Regions from separate parts of the Ovis aries genome. Here region 1 is linked to region 2. A link is a contact called in public Hi-C data. All regions are on one chromosome and are shown on one strand. The core of a region is the stretch at or near the end of the contact, and the rest is flanking DNA. Distances in the headings are between cores, read along the strand shown.

Region 1 (5,004 bases), core at 1,940-4,439, 250 kb after region 2:
ATCTGCCCTCAGCAAGCTGCCAGGCCTCCCTGGCCGCCTCCCCTGGGAACTACGCACCATCAAAGAGGGTCCCAGCTGGGGAATGACTCAGTAATGGGGGAATGTCAGACACTGTGACAGGTGAAAGCAGAGAGGAATTTAAAGGCAGGGTCAAGTTAGTGCCTTCCCGGTGGCCACCCACTCACAGGCCACCCTGTGCCCATAGAAGCCTCCCTAAGCCTGTGCCAGTGCTCCTTTCAACATGAGTCCTCCACATTCCACCCTACCCAGAGAAAGCAGTCTACTCAGTCACCCAAAGAGAACCAATTCACGGGCCATGAGAACCAGGAGGCGACTGGAGCCTGACACTCAAGGATCACTCTTGCATTACAATATTGCCCTGAGGGACTTTCCTCGTGGTCCGGTGGTTGAGAATCCACCTTGCAATACAGGGGACGAAGGTTCAGTCCCTGGTTGAGGAACTAAGATCCCATATGCTGGGGAGCAACGAAGACCCGACACAGTCAAATAAATAAATAAATATTTTAAAAAAAACAGTGTCTGGATAACTACAATCAAACATGTTCTCGTGGAGAAATGCGCTGTGCTCAGTTGCCCAGTCGTGTCCAACTCTTTGCGACCCCATGGAGATTGTAGCCCGCCAGGCTCCCCTGTTCATGGAATTCTCCAGGCAAGAATACTGGAGTGGGTAGTTGTTCCCTTCTCCAGGAGATCTTCCCAACCCAGGTCTCCCACATGGCAGGTGGATTCTTTACCGTCTGAGCTACCAGGGAAGCCCAGGAGAAATACCCAGGGCCAGAAACACACCCAAGTTCAAGGACATGCACAGAGCACATGGTGGCGGGGGCGGGGGGGAACATAGTCACAAAGAAATGCATGTATGATCAGAACAGGTCTCCCCGGCACCACCAGATATACACACAAATGCATGTGCACACCAACCAACACACACATAAATACACACTACCATGAAACACACAAGTAAACATACAAATATACTGGGACAGGCTCACACATTGACACACATACTCAGCTGTCATCAGGCACTCACAGAGCTACACTGACGGCCAGGCCAAACCCACCAGCCCACATGCGCTCACGAGAGTGGCCGGGTAAGCACAAAGAGCCAGGAGCCCAGACCTTGGGCCGGAGGGGAGAAACTGGCTCCCTGTAGTGGTCTCCACAATCAGGCGGGTCTCATCTTGTGCCAGTCTCCGAGGACGACCTACTTGCTTCTCTTGCACCCTGGTAACTGTCTTCACAGTTCTCTGAACGTGTGGTTTCTGGGCGCCTTGAGGCCTGGCAGGTTGTTCAACAGGATCACACCCCTACCCAGAGCTGGAGACCCCTGCCCCAAACATCTCTCCCTCTGTCCATCACCACTCCTAAAACACCACCACGTGATGCAGCTGATTAGGTCTAAGGAATCTCTGGGTGAAACACACTACTTTCCCTCCCCCTCCCCCAAGAGGCATGGTAGCAGAGTCTTCCCCCAGTTAACGTCGTGGGCCCTAGGCCAGTGACCTAACTGCTCTAGCCTATTTCCTCTTCTGTAGAACGGGAAAGATAGCAGCCATCCCACAGGTTGTTGGAATGAGTCAGTGGGATCATGCATGGAAAGAACTCAGCCCGTTTCCCGGCACATGGCAGAAATACTAGCTCCTGTCATCAGCACTGTCACTGTCGTTGTTTTTATCGCTCAGACTTTGCTCAGCTCCCAGGGGCCAGCCCAGCAATTAGCCAGAAGGAAAGAGAAAGCGGCAGCTCACAGAGCAATCTCTAGGACCCAGAGCTCCTGTGATGGAGAAGGGGGCTGGTCCACTTTCCTGCACCCCAAAAAAGGCTGGCTCTCTGCCCTCAAAGGCCCCTCCGTCCAGCTGGAGAGGTAGCCCAGGCCATTCCTAGGCACCCGAAGGAGGCTCCTGGCTGCTTTGGCCGCCTCCAACCCTGCCACCCTCCCCCTGTTCATTCTCCAAGAGCATCCAGAGGGACCCTTCGAAAAACAGATGAGATCCTGCCGCGGACCAGCTGCACTCCCTTCCACAGTTCCCCAGGGCTCCTGGGGTGAAGGCCTACCTGCCTGGTGAGGCCCGAAGCCCCTCAGGATCTCCCCCTGCTTGGATCCCAGGGGCTTCAGCGGTGCTCCTGCCACAGGGCCTTGGCACAGGCTATTGCTACTGCCTAGGACAGAGGCCCCTCCTGCCCAGTGGGCCCTGCACATCCTTCAGTCTCTCCTCAGCCTTCTCAGGGGCCTCCCCGATGCCCTCACATTGAACGAGATCTCCCTGCAGACCTATCATAGTTGTAGTTAAACGTCTGCTTCAGACCTCCCTCCCCTACGGAATTATGGGGGCCATCGTGGCCTGGGTCCCCAGCGCTGGACACCTCGCAGGTATTCCATATATACTTCCTGAATGAATGAACGAGTATTTATGATATAAAAGAAAAAAGAGGAAGGCAGACAGAGAATATGCTCTGAGAGGCTTTTTAGGGGGGTCCACTTGGGGTCAATATGAGTGGACTTGCTGGAGGAGGCAGCTTTTGAGGGCATAATAGAAACACTGAAAGGGAGGCAGTGGTTGGGCTTGCTGAGATCATCTGGGGCAGGGCAGCCATATAAGGGGTATTCCAGGCAGAATCCCAGTTCAGGCAACGGAGCTGAGGTAGGACAGCAGCAGGCCTGACTGGCTTCGAAGGCCCTGGAGCGATCACAGGTCTTCTGACCTCCAAGTTACACACCCTCTCCCCAATGCAGAGCATGCCCAGGTCGAGGGGGGCTCTTAGAAACCCTGAGAGTGTAGAGGAGGGGGCATGCAGTTGGGAAGCTGGGAGGGGGAAATGAGGACATCAGAGAGGCCGTCCCAGTGCCTGCCAGTGCCCAGGACTGAGCGACATCAGTGACCAGAGGCCAGACACTCATTCCTACTGTCTCAAGCAAGAATGTGATAACCCAGAGCAGCCGGGAGTGACTCACTGCCCCATGAGCCCACCCCAGAGGTCTGGACGGCCACATGCACTGCATCAGCTCTTCAAGCCCTCGGCCAGCCCTGACCTCTGGGCGAGTCCAGCTCGAGGCCACATGGCTTCGGGAAAACCAGCTCCCTCCGGGAGCCACACCCCTGCAGCAGGCTCTCTACTCTCTCCCTCTGCCTCCCTACCAGCCCCGTCACGGAGGCCCTGGCACCAGGCCAGTCTTCCTGGGGTGACTCACTGCTTCTCCCTATCAGCACGTCTCTGTCCTGTGCTCTGTGCGCTCTGTGTGAGAGAATGCTCTCAACAGAGGCTTCCTGGCAGAAGTAGCAAGAAAACCATGCGCAGAGACAAGAAATCTGTATTCAAAACCCCGCTCTGTAAGTAACAGTAACAAGAACTATTCCAATGCATTAATAAGAGTAAGCCAGATGTATTTATTAAGCTCTGTCTCAGCTTCAGGCACTATATCAAAAATTTACATGACTTACTCTAATTCTCATAGCCCAGTGTGCAGATAAGAAAATGGAGGCTCAGAGATGTTAAGCTACTTGCACAAGATTGCATAGCCAGGAAGTGGCAGAGCTGGGTTCCACCCAGGTAGTCTGCCCCAGAGCTCAAGTCCTTCCATCATTCCATTACTGCAGTATGAGGCTCTGAGCAAGCGACTTAGCCTCTCTGTGACTCAGTTTCCCTATCTGTAAAATGAGGAGATGGCCTAGCTGATCTCTAAACCCCTTTCCAGCTTAGGCATGCCATCTTTCCCCTCCCTGGTGACCCATTTGCAGGTGACAACAAGGGGGCCTTCTGGAGACAACAGCTTGCCAGAAGGAAGGATGCTCATGGTGGAACTTCAGGCGCTACTGGGATGGGGAGCTTCTGTTGAGTAAGATGGCCTCACCCCGCCCCCCTCCCAGGTACCTTGCTGGCCAGGGCTAGCCCTGGAGCATCAAGGCAGGGGAGAGGAGCTATCCTATTTCTCCCTGGACCACAAGCCACCAGGGAGCACCAGGACCCCAGGGTGCTCCCAAAGGCCAGAGCAGGAGGGAGCGGCAAGAAGCAGGGGGCAGCCCCATAAATCCACCTGAGTGAGCAGTGCGTTTAAAAGCCCTTTTCACTACAGGATACAAAATGCACCGTTTGGGGAGAGGATTTTATAGGCTATTTCTCCTTCTAGGTTGATTTACCATCTACAGGCCAGGCTCACCTGGGCGCCTGCCCCTGAGGGATCATGGGAACCCATGCAGCGGAGGCAAGGTCAATTTCAAGGCAAGACTGTGGTGGTCCGGGTGGCTTGTCCTGACCTCCTCCCAAGTGGTTGGCCACTGGGCTTCGGAGATGTAGTGGGCTGTCAGGAGCTGGGGGTGTTAGCTCACCCACTCCCCTCACCCCACACTCACTCACCGGATGCATTCACGCCTCTCATCGCTCACACATCTTCATCCCACCAGCCCCTCCAGTGCCCGCCACAGGTGAGGCCCTGCCTCTGTGCCTAGGGCTCAGAGAAATCAGAAATAGCCACCACCCTTAAGAAAGTCACCACTCTCTCTGGTGGATGGTTAAGCCACAGCCTCTGTGTTCTAGAGCCTGGGGTGGGGATGCCTGCAGGAACCACGGTGGGGGTGGGTATGGGGGAGGGAAGGAGCTTTCAAGGAAGGGAAATGGGGAGGAACCATGGGCAGAAGGGCCAGCCTGCACAGAGGCAAGGACCCCGGGACAGGCCTGGGGGCCTCAATGCTGGCGGGGGAGCCAGATCACCCCTCCTGGCAGCCATTGATGGCGCTGGAGGGGGACAGGAACAATCACGGCTCGTTTTAGATGTTCCCTAAGCAATTCCACGAGAAAAGTTACTCATCCCCCGGCAGGGCCTTGTGTTGGAAACAGATGCCATTGCCGCCACTTCCAAAGAGGGCCTCCTGGCTTGGGAACAATTCCCACCCGAGGACTCAGATATAATTATGTCTGCAATCCAACCCAAATGCCACTTGGTGTGACAGAGGCAATCACTTCATTTCTATATGGGGTTGGGAGGAG
Region 2 (4,740 bases), core at 563-3,062:
ACAAAACTCTCAGTGTTTGCCCATTTCCGTGGTGTAAATTTATTCCTGCTACCATTTCAAGCTGTTGATGGTTTGTGACAACCAGCTTGGAAAATGCCTGAGATCTGAGCTCCCCACCACAAGGGGGCAGTGTGCAGCTGCTATGCTTCAGATCTGAACTTCAGCCCTGGGATTGCTGGGCTTTCGTCCTGTTTATTTTCCCCTCTTGAGAGCTGGGTTAACCCAGGACTGGCTACTTAACTGGGGTTTCTTCATATGAACTAATCCATGGTGAGGGTGAGGACTCAACAAGGTGACCTAAGTCATGGGTCCCAAACTTCAGTGCCCTGGGGGCCCAGCCAATAATGGCCGCAGCATGTGAATGGGTAGTTGGGATAACACCTGAAACAGTGGTTCTCAAGCGGAGCTGGTGAACTTATATGTGCCTGGGCTCCATCTCAGACTAGTTAAACCAGAATGTCTGGGGGAGGCAGTAAGTGGAATGTTGTTGTAATTTCTAAAAATTCCACAGGGAGATCAATCCCCATGACAGGACTTGCTCTCCGTGGTATTAATTGTGGACTGCTTTCCTTAAAGCAGAGGCCCCCAGTCCCCAGGATCTAATGGCTGATGATCTGAAGTGGAACTGATATGACAATAATAGAAATAAAGTGCACAGTAAATGTCATCTGCTTGAATCATCCCCAGACCATCTGCCCCCGCCCCCCCCCCCACCCCTGACCCTGGTCCTTGGAAAAATTGTCTTCCATAAACACTGGTCTCTGGTGCCAAAAAAGTTTGGGGATTGTTGCTTTAAAGGACTTAGATGTTGACTTTTAAAATAATTTCCCTCTCCAATATTACCCTAAATGAAAACATTATACCTAGGGTGAGTTTGGGAAAACTGTAAATAGTTTGATATAGGGATGGAGGAGGTGGGATGTGCAGGAAGCAGAGGGGAAACAGTAGGATGGTTGGCAGTGGTTGAATTATAAACGGCCTGAATGCCAGGCCAAGGAGGTTTTGGTTTGCCTTGAGGGCAGAGGGGAGGACCCTGGAGACATGTCAGGGAACGGACAGCACTCCTGTGATGCGGGTCATCTGTGATTGGTCCGTTAGATCAGCTGAAATCACTCATCCTTCAGCGCGATCCCCCTCCCTCCCCCACCCCTCCATTCTGTGTTCCTGCTCTTCGCCTATTTGCATAATTTACCTTTACTTATCATCATGGGTTTCATCATTTTCATTATCGCAGTATGAACTGGCAGGGCTGGTCTGACGCAGTGAGGAATTAACTGATGGGACCTCAGAAGACCTCCTTAGTTCCTATTATTAACCCGAGTATCTTTCAGGGAAAATTTTATTAAAAAAGAGATCATCTGGGGTTTGTTTTCAGCTGCATTTTCCAGAGGGGGCATGGCCAATGATTGCCCTTGCCCTTGACTTCCGTCTGTGTGCGCACTTGGAAAAGCAGGTGTCACTCAGCGTTCAGAGAGCAACAGTTTCTAATTAGTTGCTTGTTAAACCACGGGCCTCCAGATTGGGCTGCTAAAATTGCTAGTTTTTCCATGAGGAAACCCTGATGGTAATTTTTGTTTTTTTCCCCACCCGGAGCACAAAGCACATCCGGTTCTTTGCTGCTGCTGCATTTTTCTGAGATCCTTGACAGATTGTTGTCATTGTTACTGTTACGTGTTACTATTACTATTTATGGCACCTGGGCGGAACTGGGTGCTCTGCAAATATTATTGTCTTGTTGAATTCTCATAGGACCTTTGCAGACACTGTTTTCCCAGAAGAGGAAATTCTGGTCTCTGAGAGCTGAGTCACCGCCCCAGGTCATGCAGCCAGAACTGGTCAAGCTCAGCCCTAGGCTGGGCCCTTGGCCAGGCCCTTGGCCATGTTCTATGCTGTAACCTCTTCTCTGTATTGTTGCTATCCACTTGCCTGTGTTTCACTGACCATCTTTTATGATGTAGGAATTTGTATTTTAGTCCAATAGCATCTGGAAAATAATGAAAATAATTTTTAAATGTAGCTGAGATTAAATACCACTAATACTTCCCCCAGACTATTGTCATTCCATTTGGGTTCACTTACAGGAACAAATTCAATATTTCCCTACTACAGCAGTGAAGTTCCAAATTCTGAAACTACCCCACGGGCAAGAGTTTAGTTCTTCTATGATTATTCATGGTGTAACCAGCCTTCCTAGGCTGTATTAATCATTTCATTAATTTGGTCAGAGTTTGTTCCTCCTTCCAGGAAAATGGTAATTTCTTAGAGTCACTTTTGATTTGGAATTTCAAAAACATCATATTAACTTGATTTTTTAAATAAAAACTCTCTCACTCTTAGCTGTTTACATTTTTATAATATGAGGATAGATTTGTATTCTTTGATCAGACATGAAAAAAAGAGATGGGTGGGACTGTAGAATCACTTTTTTCATTTATTCAACCAGCATTGTTTGAACACCTTTTGTGTGCCGGATACTGTTTTAGGGGGAGGGGACAGAGCCATGAAGCAGCCCCGTGAGGTCCCCTCTCATGGAGCCCACTTTCCAAAGGAGGGGCAGACATTCAATAAACACACCTAGGGAAAGCAGGAAACAAACGCTGTGGTGCCAGTAAGCATGGTCATGGGACGGCAATGGGCACAAAGAGAAGTGGCCCTTCTCTGAGGTGCTCTCTTTGCCAGGGGCAGACAGGCATTTCAACAAATGAATACAAATTTTAGTTTCTGGACATTTGGGGATTTAACATGTACAAGTTTGACTATTTTGGGGCAATATGGATATCTGTGAGATGTAGCCATTTGTCATTTTACTGAGGTGTAAACTGTTGGAGAACACTCTTGAGAGTCCCTTCGACTGCAAGGAGATCCAACCAGTCCATCTTAAAGGAGATCAATCCTGAATACTCATTGGAGGGACTGGTGCTGAAGCTGAAACTCCAATACTGTGGCCACCTGATGGGAAGAGCTGACTCATTGGAAAAGACCCTGATACTGGGAAAGATTGAAGGCGGGAGGAGAAGGGGACGACAGAGGATGAGATGGTTGGATGGCATCACCAACTCAATGGACATGAGTTTGAGTAAACTCTAGGAGTTGGTGATGGACAGGGAGGCCTGGAGTGCTGCAGTCCACGGGGTTGCAGAGTCAGACACGACTGAGAGACTGATCTCTGAAGTTATCTTTTGGGCTTCCCTGCTGGCTCTGTGTAAGGAATCCACCTGCCAAGGCTGAAGCCAAAGGAGACACGAATATGATCCCTGAGTCGGGAGGATTCCCTGGAGGAGGAAATGGCAACCCACTCCAGTATTCTTGGCTGAGATAATTCCATGGACGGAAGAGCCTGTGTGCTGTTGCTGTGCTTAGTCTCAGTTGTCAAGTGGGCCTTAGGAAGCATCACCACAAACAAAGCTAGTGGAGGTGATGGAATTCCAGTTGAGCTATTTCAAACCCTGAAAGATGATGCTGTAAAAGTGCTGCACTCAATATGCCACCAAATTTGGAAAACTCAGCAGTGGCCACAGGACTGGAAAAGTTCAGTTTTCATTCCAATCCCAAAGAAAGGCAATGCCAAAGAATGCTCAAACTACCGCACAATTGCATTCATCTCACACGCTAGTAAAGTAATGCTCAAAATTCTCCAAGCCAGGCTTCAGTAATATGTGAACTATGAACTTCCAGATGTTCAAGCTGGTTTTAGAAAAGGCAGAGGAACCAGAGATCAAATTGCCAACATCCGCTGGATCATGGAAAAAGCAAGAGAGTTCCAGAAAAACATCTATTTCTGCTTTATTGACTATGCCAAAGCCTTTGACTGTGTGGATCACAAGAAACTGTGAACAGTTCTGAAAGAGATGGGAATACCAGAGCACCTGACCTGCCTCTTGAGAAACCTATATGCAGGTTAGGAAGCAACAGTTAGAACTGGACATGGAACAACAGACTGGTTCCAAATAGGAAAAGGAGTACGTCAAGACTGTATATTGTCACCCTGCTTATTTAACTTCTATGCAGAGTACATCATGTGAAATGCTGGGCTGACTGAAGCACAAGCTGGAATCAAGATTGCCAGGAGAAATATCAATAACCTCAGATATGCAGATGACACCACCCTTCTGGCAGAAAGCAAAGAAGAACTAAAGAGCCTTTTGATGAAAGTGAAAGAGGAGAGTGAAAAAGTTGGCTTAAAGCTCAACATTCAGAAAAACAAGATCATGGCATCCAGTCCCATCACTTCATGGCAAATAGATGGGGAAACAGTGGAAACAGTGTCAGACTCTATTTTTAGGGGCTCTAGAATCACTGCAGATGATAATTGCAGCCATGAAATTAAAAGACGCTTACTCCTTGGAAAGTTATGACCAACCTAGACAGCATATTAAAAAGCAGAGACATTACTTTGTCAACAAAGGTCCATCTAGTCAAAGCTATGGTTTTTCCAGTAGTCATGTATGGATGTGAGAGTTGGACCCTGAAGAAAGCAGAGCACTGAAGAATTGATGCTTTTGAACTGTGGTGTTGGAGAAGACTCTTGAGAGCCCTTTGGACTGCAAGGAGATCCAACCAGTCCGTTCTAACGGAGATCAGTCCTGAATATTCATTGGAAGGACTGATGTTGAAGCTGAAACTCCAATTCTGGGGCCACCTGATGGGAAGAGCTGACTCATTGCAAAAGACCTTGATACTGGGAAAGATTGAAGGCGAGAGGAGAAAAGGATGACAGAGAATGAGATGGTTGGATGGCAT

Evidence for each region. A called contact is a pair of places that touch in the nucleus more often than the background predicts.
Region 1: a Hi-C map of tail adipose tissue shows a contact between it and region 2, with 5 times the contacts expected there. The contact joins two enhancer-like sites. A contact is called at or near these places in 5 of 16 Hi-C or Micro-C datasets (hypothalamus, muscle, omental adipose tissue and 1 more).

Annotation. Positions count from the first base shown.
Region 1 is chr3:14,182,007-14,187,010 of ARS-UI_Ramb_v3.0, forward strand. All of the region lies in intron 2 of DAB2IP (DAB2 interacting protein), which reads right to left. Among named protein-coding and RNA genes, the nearest start is that of DAB2IP, 110 kb to the right of the region's middle. Within about 2 kb of position 3,190, at least 29 of the 54 cell types and tissues checked have an H3K27ac peak or open chromatin away from gene starts, as enhancers often do. A contact at or near this core is called in tail adipose tissue, where this site is marked.
Region 2 is chr3:13,937,824-13,942,563 of ARS-UI_Ramb_v3.0, forward strand. All of the region lies in intron 6 of TTLL11 (tubulin tyrosine ligase like 11), which reads left to right. Among named protein-coding and RNA genes, the nearest start is that of TTLL11, 150 kb to the left of the region's middle. Within about 2 kb of position 1,813, at least 19 of the 54 cell types and tissues checked have an H3K27ac peak or open chromatin away from gene starts, as enhancers often do. A contact at or near this core is called in tail adipose tissue, where this site is marked.